2 separate regions of the Mus musculus genome follow, and region 1 is linked to region 2. The links are chromatin contacts, called in public Hi-C maps. All regions are on one chromosome and are shown on one strand. The core of a region is the stretch at or near the end of the contact, and the rest is flanking DNA. Distances in the headings are between cores, read along the strand shown. Region 1 overlaps Adk (adenosine kinase). Region 2 overlaps Adk (adenosine kinase).

Evidence for each region. Hi-C and Micro-C count contacts between places; a contact is called where the count stands out from the background.
Region 1: a contact with region 2 is called in a Hi-C map of the N1E-115 cell line, with 4 times the contacts expected there. The contact joins two enhancer-like sites. A contact is called at or near these places in 1 of 484 Hi-C or Micro-C datasets (the N1E-115 cell line) and 2 of 115 datasets of contacts at active chromatin or transcription factors (astrocytes and embryonic basal ganglia).

The regions. Positions count from the first base shown.
Region 1 is chr14:21,438,755-21,443,303 of GRCm38.p6, reverse strand. All of the region lies in intron 10 of Adk (adenosine kinase), which reads right to left. Among named protein-coding and RNA genes, the nearest start is that of Gm52152, 22 kb to the right of the region's middle. Within about 2 kb of position 2,568, at least 46 of the 459 cell types and tissues checked have an H3K27ac peak or open chromatin away from gene starts, as enhancers often do. A contact at or near this core is called in the N1E-115 cell line, where this site is marked.
Region 2 is chr14:21,250,543-21,255,386 of GRCm38.p6, reverse strand. The region is part of intron 6 of Adk (adenosine kinase); the gene reads right to left. Among named protein-coding and RNA genes, the nearest start is that of Gm52152, 170 kb to the left of the region's middle. Within about 2 kb of position 2,941, at least 99 of the 459 cell types and tissues checked have an H3K27ac peak or open chromatin away from gene starts, as enhancers often do. A contact at or near this core is called in the N1E-115 cell line, where this site is marked.

The DNA of each region.
Region 1 (4,549 bases), core at 1,319-3,818, 190 kb before region 2:
CTTTGAGTTTAGGGACTGAGTGCAAGTTGTCAGGCTTGCTAAGCAAGTGCCTTGACCCAGTGAACCATCTTACCAGCCCTCGGAATGTAAAATGATAAGACCACTTTGGAAATTCATCAGTGCCTGAAAAAGTTAACTTTGGGGCTGGAGAGATGGATGGCGTAGTGGTTAAAAATGCAAGTTTTCTGTTCTTCCAGAAGACCATGGTTCCATTCCCAGCACCCACATGGCAACTTGTAACTGTTTGTTAACTCTAGCTCCAAGGGCTCCAATGCCCTCTTCTGGCCTTCTAGGGCACTAAGCACATGTGTGGTGCACAGACATAGGTGCCGGCAAGCACTCATACATACAAAATAGAAACAAATATTGTCTGAAAACGTTAAATTTACCTACTCTATGCCTCAGTCATCCTATCTCCAGATGTTTGCTCAGGGTAAATGAATGCAGATGCGCCTGGACTTGTAAATGAGTGCTCACAGCAGCCTTGCTGTGTCTGACAGTTTCCAGGGGAGGAAATCCGAATGTCTGAGTGGGGGCAGGAAAGAGTTCTGGACAGGCATGGGATGGTGGGTGTGCCCACAGTGAAGGGCACACTGCATGTCAAAGTTTATAAAACAGAACTTTAACACAGAAGAAAGGAGAGAAAGGACAGGACGGGAAGGAAGGACAGGAAAGAAGGGAAGGGATGGGAAGGGGTGGGGAGGGGAGGGGAGAGGAGGGGAGGAAAGGGGAGGGAAGGGGGGAGGGAGGGAAGGAAGGAAGGAAGGAAGGAAGGAAGGAAGGAAGGAAGGAAGGAAGGAAGGAAGGAAAAAGGTGTAGTCACTAATAAGATAGATCAAAACCAGAAAAACCTGTGCTACTGCCTCTGGGGAACCTGAGCTGTCTCTGAGCTCAAATATTCAGGACAGGATAATGAGAAACTGTTGTGCTAGTGGACTTCCGGCCTTCCCTGAGGCCCAGGCAGCCTAGGGTGCAGGGTGGAGCTGGAGGTTAATGTGAAGCTGGGCTACCACGGCCTGCAGAGAGCACACCAGATTGATGCCCTTCCTCTTTTCCCTGGCCAGGCCTGGGAAATGCTCCGTAGGTGATAAAATGTTTGCCCAATTACAGAAGAGAATTAATTTGGCTAATAGAATGATGCCTTTGGAAGAATGTGAACTCATTCTCTCAAGAGTATTTTTTTTCACGGTTTACAGGTAACAGGCAAAGGTCAGTATAAACTTTCTGCCAAACTCTGAGACTGAAATGTTCAGCCCACACAGCGAATGGGGCAGACGCCAGGTTCAGAGTGCGATCAGCTTACAATGGAAACACATCTATTAGAACCCTTATGAGCAACATCTGTTTTCCTCATTCTTCCTGCCATGATCTTTGTGAGAAAAGCTCATGTTGTGGAACATTCTGTGAGGCTAAGTGCTGGCACCCTCCTTCTGAGAGGAGAGCCAGCTGACGGATGCGTGGCTGTGCACTGAAGTCCCATTTACTCTGACAAGGAAAACCTGGATGCCAACAAAAGCGAAGACCTTTGGACCCTGCAGAGTCTCAGCTTTTCAATAATCTATTCTTAAAACCTAGCAAAGATGAACTACAGATAGTGCATAATCAATTAGAGGTGGGGCCTTCACGAAGTAGTCTTTATTAATCATAAAGAATGTATAAATTTACCTAATGTTCATATTTATATTTAAAAATGAGAGGGAATTCCTTTATAATGTGAATGAATTAACAGCCTAAGCGCCCCCCTCCCAGCCCTCAGATTGGGCCTTACTGTGTAGCTCTGGCTGGTTTGGAACAACCTATGTAGAGCAGGCTGGCCTCCAACTCAGTGTGATCCACTTACTTCTGCCTCCCTAGCGCTGGGATTGAAGGCATGTGCACCATACCAAGCTTCTAAGATGCCTGCACCTTGAAAAATATATGTAACATAAAACTGACTACTTTACAAATATATTTTTTTACATTAAGTGTGTTGTGCCATGGCGAGTATGTGGAGGTTAGAGGACAATTTGCTGGAGTCAGTTCTCCCCTTGGACCATATGGATCTGGGTATTGAACTCAGAGGCCCCACGGCAGGCACCTTTACACAGTGAGCCACTTTGTCAGCCCCATTCACTTATTTCTTCTTTTGGAAAATTTATTTTTATGTGTACCGTGTTATTGCCCGTGTGTATAGTTATTTGCCATGTGCCTGGTGCCCTTGGAGGCCGGAAGAGGGAATCAGATCCCCTGGTCCAGGAATCATGGAGGGTTGTGAAGTGCCATCAAACTTGGGTCCTATGCAAGAGTGTCCAGTGCTCTTAACCAGTGACTTATCACTGCAGCCCCATTTACCACCTCTTACTGGCTTGGTCATATTGAGTAGCATAGACCATGGCTTGCGTACTCATTTACCTACAGGCTGAAGAGCATGCTGGTTGCTTCTTAGTCTTGTCATTTATGGGTAAAACTGCTATACACATTTGTGTACAGGTTTTTGTGCAGACATAAGTTTTCAGCTCATTTGGGCAGCCAAGGAACACAATTGCTGGATCATATGGTAAGCATATGTGTAGTGTGTAAGGAACTGCCAGACTGTATTCCCAAGTGGCCATCCTAGTTTTCATTTTCACCAGCAGTGAATCAGAGTTTCTGGGGCTGCACATCTTTGCCATGTATGACACACACACAAACTCAAGATGCTGGTGAAACGAGATGAGAAATGTCTTCCTCTCTGTTTTAGACAGTATCTCACATGGCCCTAGTTGGTCCTAGGTATGTTCTGTCTCTGTCTCTCTCTGTATCTCTGTCTCTCTGTCTGTCTCTGTCTGTGTGACTCTGACTCTCCCTCTCTCTGTCTCTCTCTGTCTGTCTATCTGTCTGTGTGTCTCTGCCTCTCTCTGTCTCTTTCTGTCTCTGTCTGTCTGTCTGTGTGACTCTGTCTGTCTGTCTCTGGCTGAGATAGCTTTGGATCCCTGGTCTTCCCAAGGGCTTACAGGTGCCTGCCTCCTCATCTGGCTGATTTTCCCTTTATTATTGTTTTTAATGTTGATTCAGGCCTAGTGGTGCTGGCTTGTGATCCTAGTCACCAGAAGACTGAGGCAGGGACAAGTCTACCTTAGAAGACATAGTAAGATCCTGTCTCAACTACCACAACCAAACAAGCCCTCTCCCCCATGTTTACTTAAAGAGAAACTCTTCCAAACAGCAGAGAGTGCAGGGCCTCTGCACTGTACCCAACCCCAGCGGCTCCTCAACCTTCTCAGCATCCTCTCAGCTGCAGGCTCGGTAGCTTCAGAAGGTCACATGACTCAACCCCAGCTCTGCAGCTGTTGGCTGTGGCTTTGGTTTCAGTCCTCTGGACAGGTCCAACGATCTAATTAATCCTTTGCTTTCCTGACTGCTCTGATGTGGTGATTTCCTCACTGCCTCTGTCCCTGGCCTCACTCCAGCTTGTTCACTGAAGTTATCGATGCTCTTTATATGTAAGTAATATCAAACTTCACATTGTACAGTAGTGACAAGTTAATTACATAGTTATTAAGAGATAATGTGGGAGCAGTAACACAAGTTATCATGTAATTACCTTTGTTCTTAAAGGCATCACCATGCAATTAAAGCAAACCCGATACGATATTTTAGCAAGCAATAGCCTGTCTACATGTGCGCACACACACATTGCTCTCTGTCATTTCCAGGTCAATTTAGTCTTTTGCTTTTAAAAAAAGACACCTGCCCTTTAGAAGCTGGGTGTGGTAGCTGAGTGTTACATAGTGAACTCCAGGCTGGTCTGGGCTACTGAGTTTCCCTGATTTTCCTTTGTATCTGGTTGTGGGTGTCCCTGATCACAGAGTTCTGGTGTTAGAATTAAAGGTACACAATACTATGCCTGGGGAACTTGCTTTAAAACAAACAAACAAACAAACAAACACAAAGATGCCTGCCATTTAGTGTCAACTTTGGTGCATACTCCCGCCTGCTTAACCTTCTCATCTCCTGCACCAGTAGACACCAGACCCAAGATGCCATATAGCAGGAGAGACTGTAACTCAAAGGCTCTAGTTTTGCAAAGGTTGTATATCTGGATATCTAGGTACTGGGCTACATACCAAAGAATTCAAAGATAGATAATATAGAGTGTCTTAGATTATTCTGCTTCAGGAGAAAAAAAAATCTGTATCCGAAGAAATCAAGAAATGATTCCTGGAGGAGGTGTCATGAACAGAGCCTTGGTGGGTGCTGTGAGAGATGGACATTATATACAGAAGAAAATAGGGAAGCATTAGAGCAAAGTCCATGTTGGAGAACAATATAAGATCAGTGGTATTGAAGGCACGGCAAGCCAAGCAACAAGGAGAGCATTTGAAGGTTTGTGCTGTGATATGGTCTCATACTGCTGCGCTCTGATTATAGGACCTCCAGTTAGGCGATTTTGGCAGAAGTAAAGAGAAAATGTTACCAGAGAGATTCAGCAGAGGCCCCTGGAGCATCCTAGGATGCTTCTTAGAGCGCTGTGCTTGGAACAGTGGCTTCTGTATCACACATGCCCACCACAGACCTACTCTGAGTTCCC
Region 2 (4,844 bases), core at 1,692-4,191:
TTTATATGCCCCAGTACAGGGGAATGCCAGGGTCAACAAGTGGGATTGGGGTTAGGGAAGCAGGGCAGGGGGAGGGTATAGGGAACCTTCGGGATAGCATTTGAAATGTATATAAAGAAAATATCTAATTAAAAAAAGAAAGAAAAGCAAAGCAAACAATGAAATGGATAAGCATTGTTTTTCTTTTAAGATTTAAATTAGAGTAGTTTATTTACCAAACCAATAAGACCACATGGTACTGTGTTGTAGTTCATCACAGTTCTGACTTTCAATCATATAAAGGTAAATGGGGGTCCGTCATTTACTAAAGAGTAGAAATTTCTTTTTAGTTTAGGCTAATGAAAATGTGTATCCCTTACTATTGTGTGAGAAATAAATGGGATTTATAAATTAAAAAAAAAGTAAAAGAAAATAAAGTTCTGCTATACATGCTCAAAAAACAAACAAACAAAATACAAAAAGACTCTCTGCTGAGTAAAACTTAAAATTCTAAGATAGATATTCCTTATGTGGTAGACAGAGGAAAATTACTGTTTAAAAAGCTAATTAGCATTTAGGGTTTATAAAAATAAGTGTGTAGTCTCAGGTGCAAGGACAGGCACAGAAAACCCGGAGTTAGCCGCTGCTCTTCAGTGATCTTCCATTCCCCGCAGCAGGACAACAATTTCGACATTGTTGAGCAGCAGTAGAGTTGGATCCCAACACCAGCAACTAGGTTTTTGCAACTACTTTTTCCAGGGCAAAAACCACAAACTTTGCTTTAAAAAAAAATCAGGGATTAGATTATTTTTTTTGTTTTTTAGAGGGAATACTAAAAATGAAACCATACTATGGTGACAAAAAATAGACAACCACCTTAGACACTACTCAACTCGGCTCCAGTGATTTTGTGGACATTAGTTCCTAACAGATGAGTCCCAATAGCAGCAGCTCATTTTCACACATCTTGTGTACTCAGTGTCTGAAGGACAGTTCCTCAACTAGACTGACAGATACAAGGCACAGCATTCATGCTGCCGGCTTGCACTACCGCCCGCACCCTTTCCATACATGACCAGTGCACACAGTTGTCGTTTTATTTACATTTAGTAGTGTGTTAAGTTTATGTGCTTCACAGAAAATCTCAGAGTCATGTCCCAAAGGCAGAATCATTTGGGTGATGTGATTAATTATGTGCCTCTAAGAGGTATAATCCTCTATCATAATCAGCCAGTATCATAATCAGCTGAGGACTTTCAGGTTTTTAGCTTCTCCCCCTGGTGGTAGTATCTAGGTTCGTATCTATTTAAAAAACAAAAACAACAAACCATGCTGCAAGGTTTACAGCCACTACATTCAAATATTGGGAGGCAATTTGGGGATAAAGTAGATTTAAATGAAATAGAAGCAAATCTCAGAACTCTTCTAATGTTAGCACTCACCTCCTATGCCTAGCTAGTGATCTCTCTTCCCCCCTCTCCTCTCCTCTCCTCTCCTCTCCTCTCCTCTCCTCTCCTCTCCTCTCCTCTCCTCTCCTCTCCTCTCTTCTCTCCTCTTTTTCCCACAATGCAATTACAGCCATTACATCATTGTAAATTACATGCTGGGGTTATCTCAGTAGGTATCTGCCAAATGTAAAACTTACAGAAGGTCTTCAATGTAATAATGATGTTTTATCATTTTAATTACAAACTCTTTAAAAAACTCCCTAAAGTGTACCAATTGGGGTGGTCTAAATTAACAATATCTTGGTAGCCCAAGGGTAGCAAAAATAGATTGAACTACCAAATTTCATCATCCTTATAGCAGCTGTCTTCCTGCCTCTAGGAAGCTGAGTATTTAACAAAGCAGACAGCTTGGCACTGGCGTCTGATTAGCAGCGTGTGCATTGTCAGACAGAATGTGCTTGGCTCTTCTGTTCCAGGGTTGGATTAGAAGCCTGCAGAGCACTGGGACTTTATTCTTCAGGCTTCTCAGAAGTAAATAAGTTCTGCGTCGTCTTCCTCTGTTGCTACACCTGGCAAACTGATTAGGTGCCTTCTTAGTAATGTGCGCTATCAAATGCTAGACAATTTAAATAAAGGCTTTCAAGGATAGTATCACAAAGGATGAAATTTGTCAATTTAAAAATTACTATGGTTAAGCATAATATGTATAAAAATTATTTCTCGAAATAAAGTGCTTTGAATTATGTTGAACCTAAATATTAAAATATTGCTTGTGGGGGAGGAAGGGTGGTCATTTTAGAGTATATAAAAATAAAATTATATTCTTAAAATATTAAATATAAAAGATTTTTTTCCCTGAACTCACATGAAGCATGCTAGAAATAAAACACTGCTTTACAAGAATAATATTATTTTGCTGCAGGGTACAAAACATTAAATTATAAAAGGGTGACTCTCATTACCTTTTCACCAGAAATTTCTTTGAAAATTTATTACAAATGATTGTGCTTATTGGCAGAGTTCAAAATCAGCAGAGTCCACGCAAACAATCTACTTCAGTGCGAGGTACATTCTTTTACTCTATCGGATCCGTCGGAGGTAATCAGACTGGATGTTTTATTCAACAGGGCTGAAGAAAATTGTTCTACAATAGGTTAATTCAAAATGGCAGCATAGAAAATGCATCTGTCAGTGGGGATCAAATTACAGGGCAAGCTCCTCTCAATGCTTAGAAAAACAAGTCTGCAGTTCTACAGATTATGTGCCTGTGTGTGTTTAAAGGGGTGGGAAAGGAGCTAAATATCCGAGCTAACCTCCAATTAAAGTCAATCATAAAAACAGCCAATTTAATGAGTGCAGATTTCTTTGGGTAATTATAACACCAACCACTTTTTTCTCTTTTAGATCTGTAATTCTGCCTTCTTGTTATTGCTTGCTTTGTCACTAATCGCCTCAGGACCTTGATTTCCTAGCAACAGACTGCCACCAAACACTTGGCTCCTGTTCAACATTTTCTTTGTGAAAAATGGCACTGCTGTTGCCGCCTGGGCTGCTGCAGCTAGACTGGCTGTGTAAGTGCTCTAATAATGTATTCCACTGGAAAAAAAAATCACATGATACAGGGTGCGAGGACTGAGCTCAGTTAATTACTGAGCTGGGAAGTTTATCTACAATCTAAAAGCTGTGCTGGGGGAGGGGGCTACAGGATTAAAAAAATGCATTCCTTCCATTATTAATAATTTGAAGGTAAGAATTTGCAAAGAAATATTCTATTTTGAGGTATATAAGTTTATTAAGGATTAGATACAAAAGGCCAATGTCCTTAAAATGTTGCTTGATGATTTCTTTCTCTACAACATGGCCCCAAACACACAAAAGAATCACAGAACAGTTTGCTGCAATTTAAGAGAGCAAATTAACCTATGTATCTGTCAGCTGTGTCTTTCCTACTTAAGGCAAAATCATTTGTATATGTAAATATGCTGTATGGGATGGTAAGAGGTTTTCATTCACAGCGTGAACAGTACATACTGAGAAAACTGAACATTCAAAATATTGTGTTTTGGTATATTGTACACTTAAGTAAATATTTAATAACCCATGATAAGAGTAAAGATGCTTATCATTACTTGTGAAACGATTCAATTGGGACTGAAGAAAATCAGACCTTGTGATTAGAAACCCTGTGATAAGGTAACATAATGTGATTTTTTTTTTTAACTGGGTAGATTTATTAAGATTTTTCATGTCTTCGAAATACTGCCACCCCTGGTAATGATAGTTATGGAAATTAACATGGCATGTCAGCTATGGTTCACTGAAGCCTGGCTCTAACTCTCAGAAATGCGGCTTTATAAGACTGGCATGTTTCAGGACTGCTGTCACGATATGATAATTTAATATACCCAAGAGTGCACTAAGTATTATGGAAGCATCTGTGAAACTAATAAGCCAGTGGCCATACTGATTCTCACCAGTGTCTACAGACTGTGTAACAAACTTACTACAAAGTAGTCGCAATTCAGCTCAGCTGAGGGAGGGAAAAGGCTAGAGGGTACCTTAAAACCATCACGATCACTAACCTTGACAGATGAAATAAAATGAAATTACAGAAGCTCTTTAGCAGAGCACTAAGCATTAAAAAGCCACTGATTATATCCAAGAGTAAAAATATGTACATGCCTTTAAAAAGTGAATAAATAAGGCATTTGACTTTAAAGAATCTGCTTATTGTTGATAATAAGCCACATTGTTTCAACTGAGTCTGAGCCAATAGTATATTTTTACAAAATATAATTCTTGGTTGACTTAACAAAGGAAACACAATCGCCCATCAGTTTTAGAAAATATTGATAATTACTATACAACCATATCAAAATATCTGCGGACTGCAGTAAAGCTGGTTGATGTTTACAGGTAAAACATTTAAAAGTCTATATTTAGCTTATTACGTATTCCAAATTAAAGACACACTAAACCTAGAAGCCACACAAAATGTGAAAAACATATCTGAGGCCTTAAAGAGGGCTATATGGTGTTTGCTACCTTGAATATATATATATCAGTCTGAAAAATATAACTAAAATCATTGGAGGATTATTCTCCTTGATATTTAACTGCAAATTCTGACTTATCATTTAAAAATGGGCTGGATTCTTCACAGAGTTAATTAAAACAGAAGTTAATACTTTAAAAGATGAAGTCATTTAAAGGCTGACGAGGAGGCTGGGTGGAGTGTAATGTGGGAATCAGGTGGTATAGGAGAAGTGGAGTCATAGAGAAAAGCAGTCAAGGGTGGTTGTCAGAAGCACTGGTACAAGACAAGAAGAGCAGAAGTTGGAAGAGAAGCCTCCTGTCTTTCAGAAATCTTCAATGATTTAGAATTGTCGATAACTTTAGTGACAGTAGAGCAATATT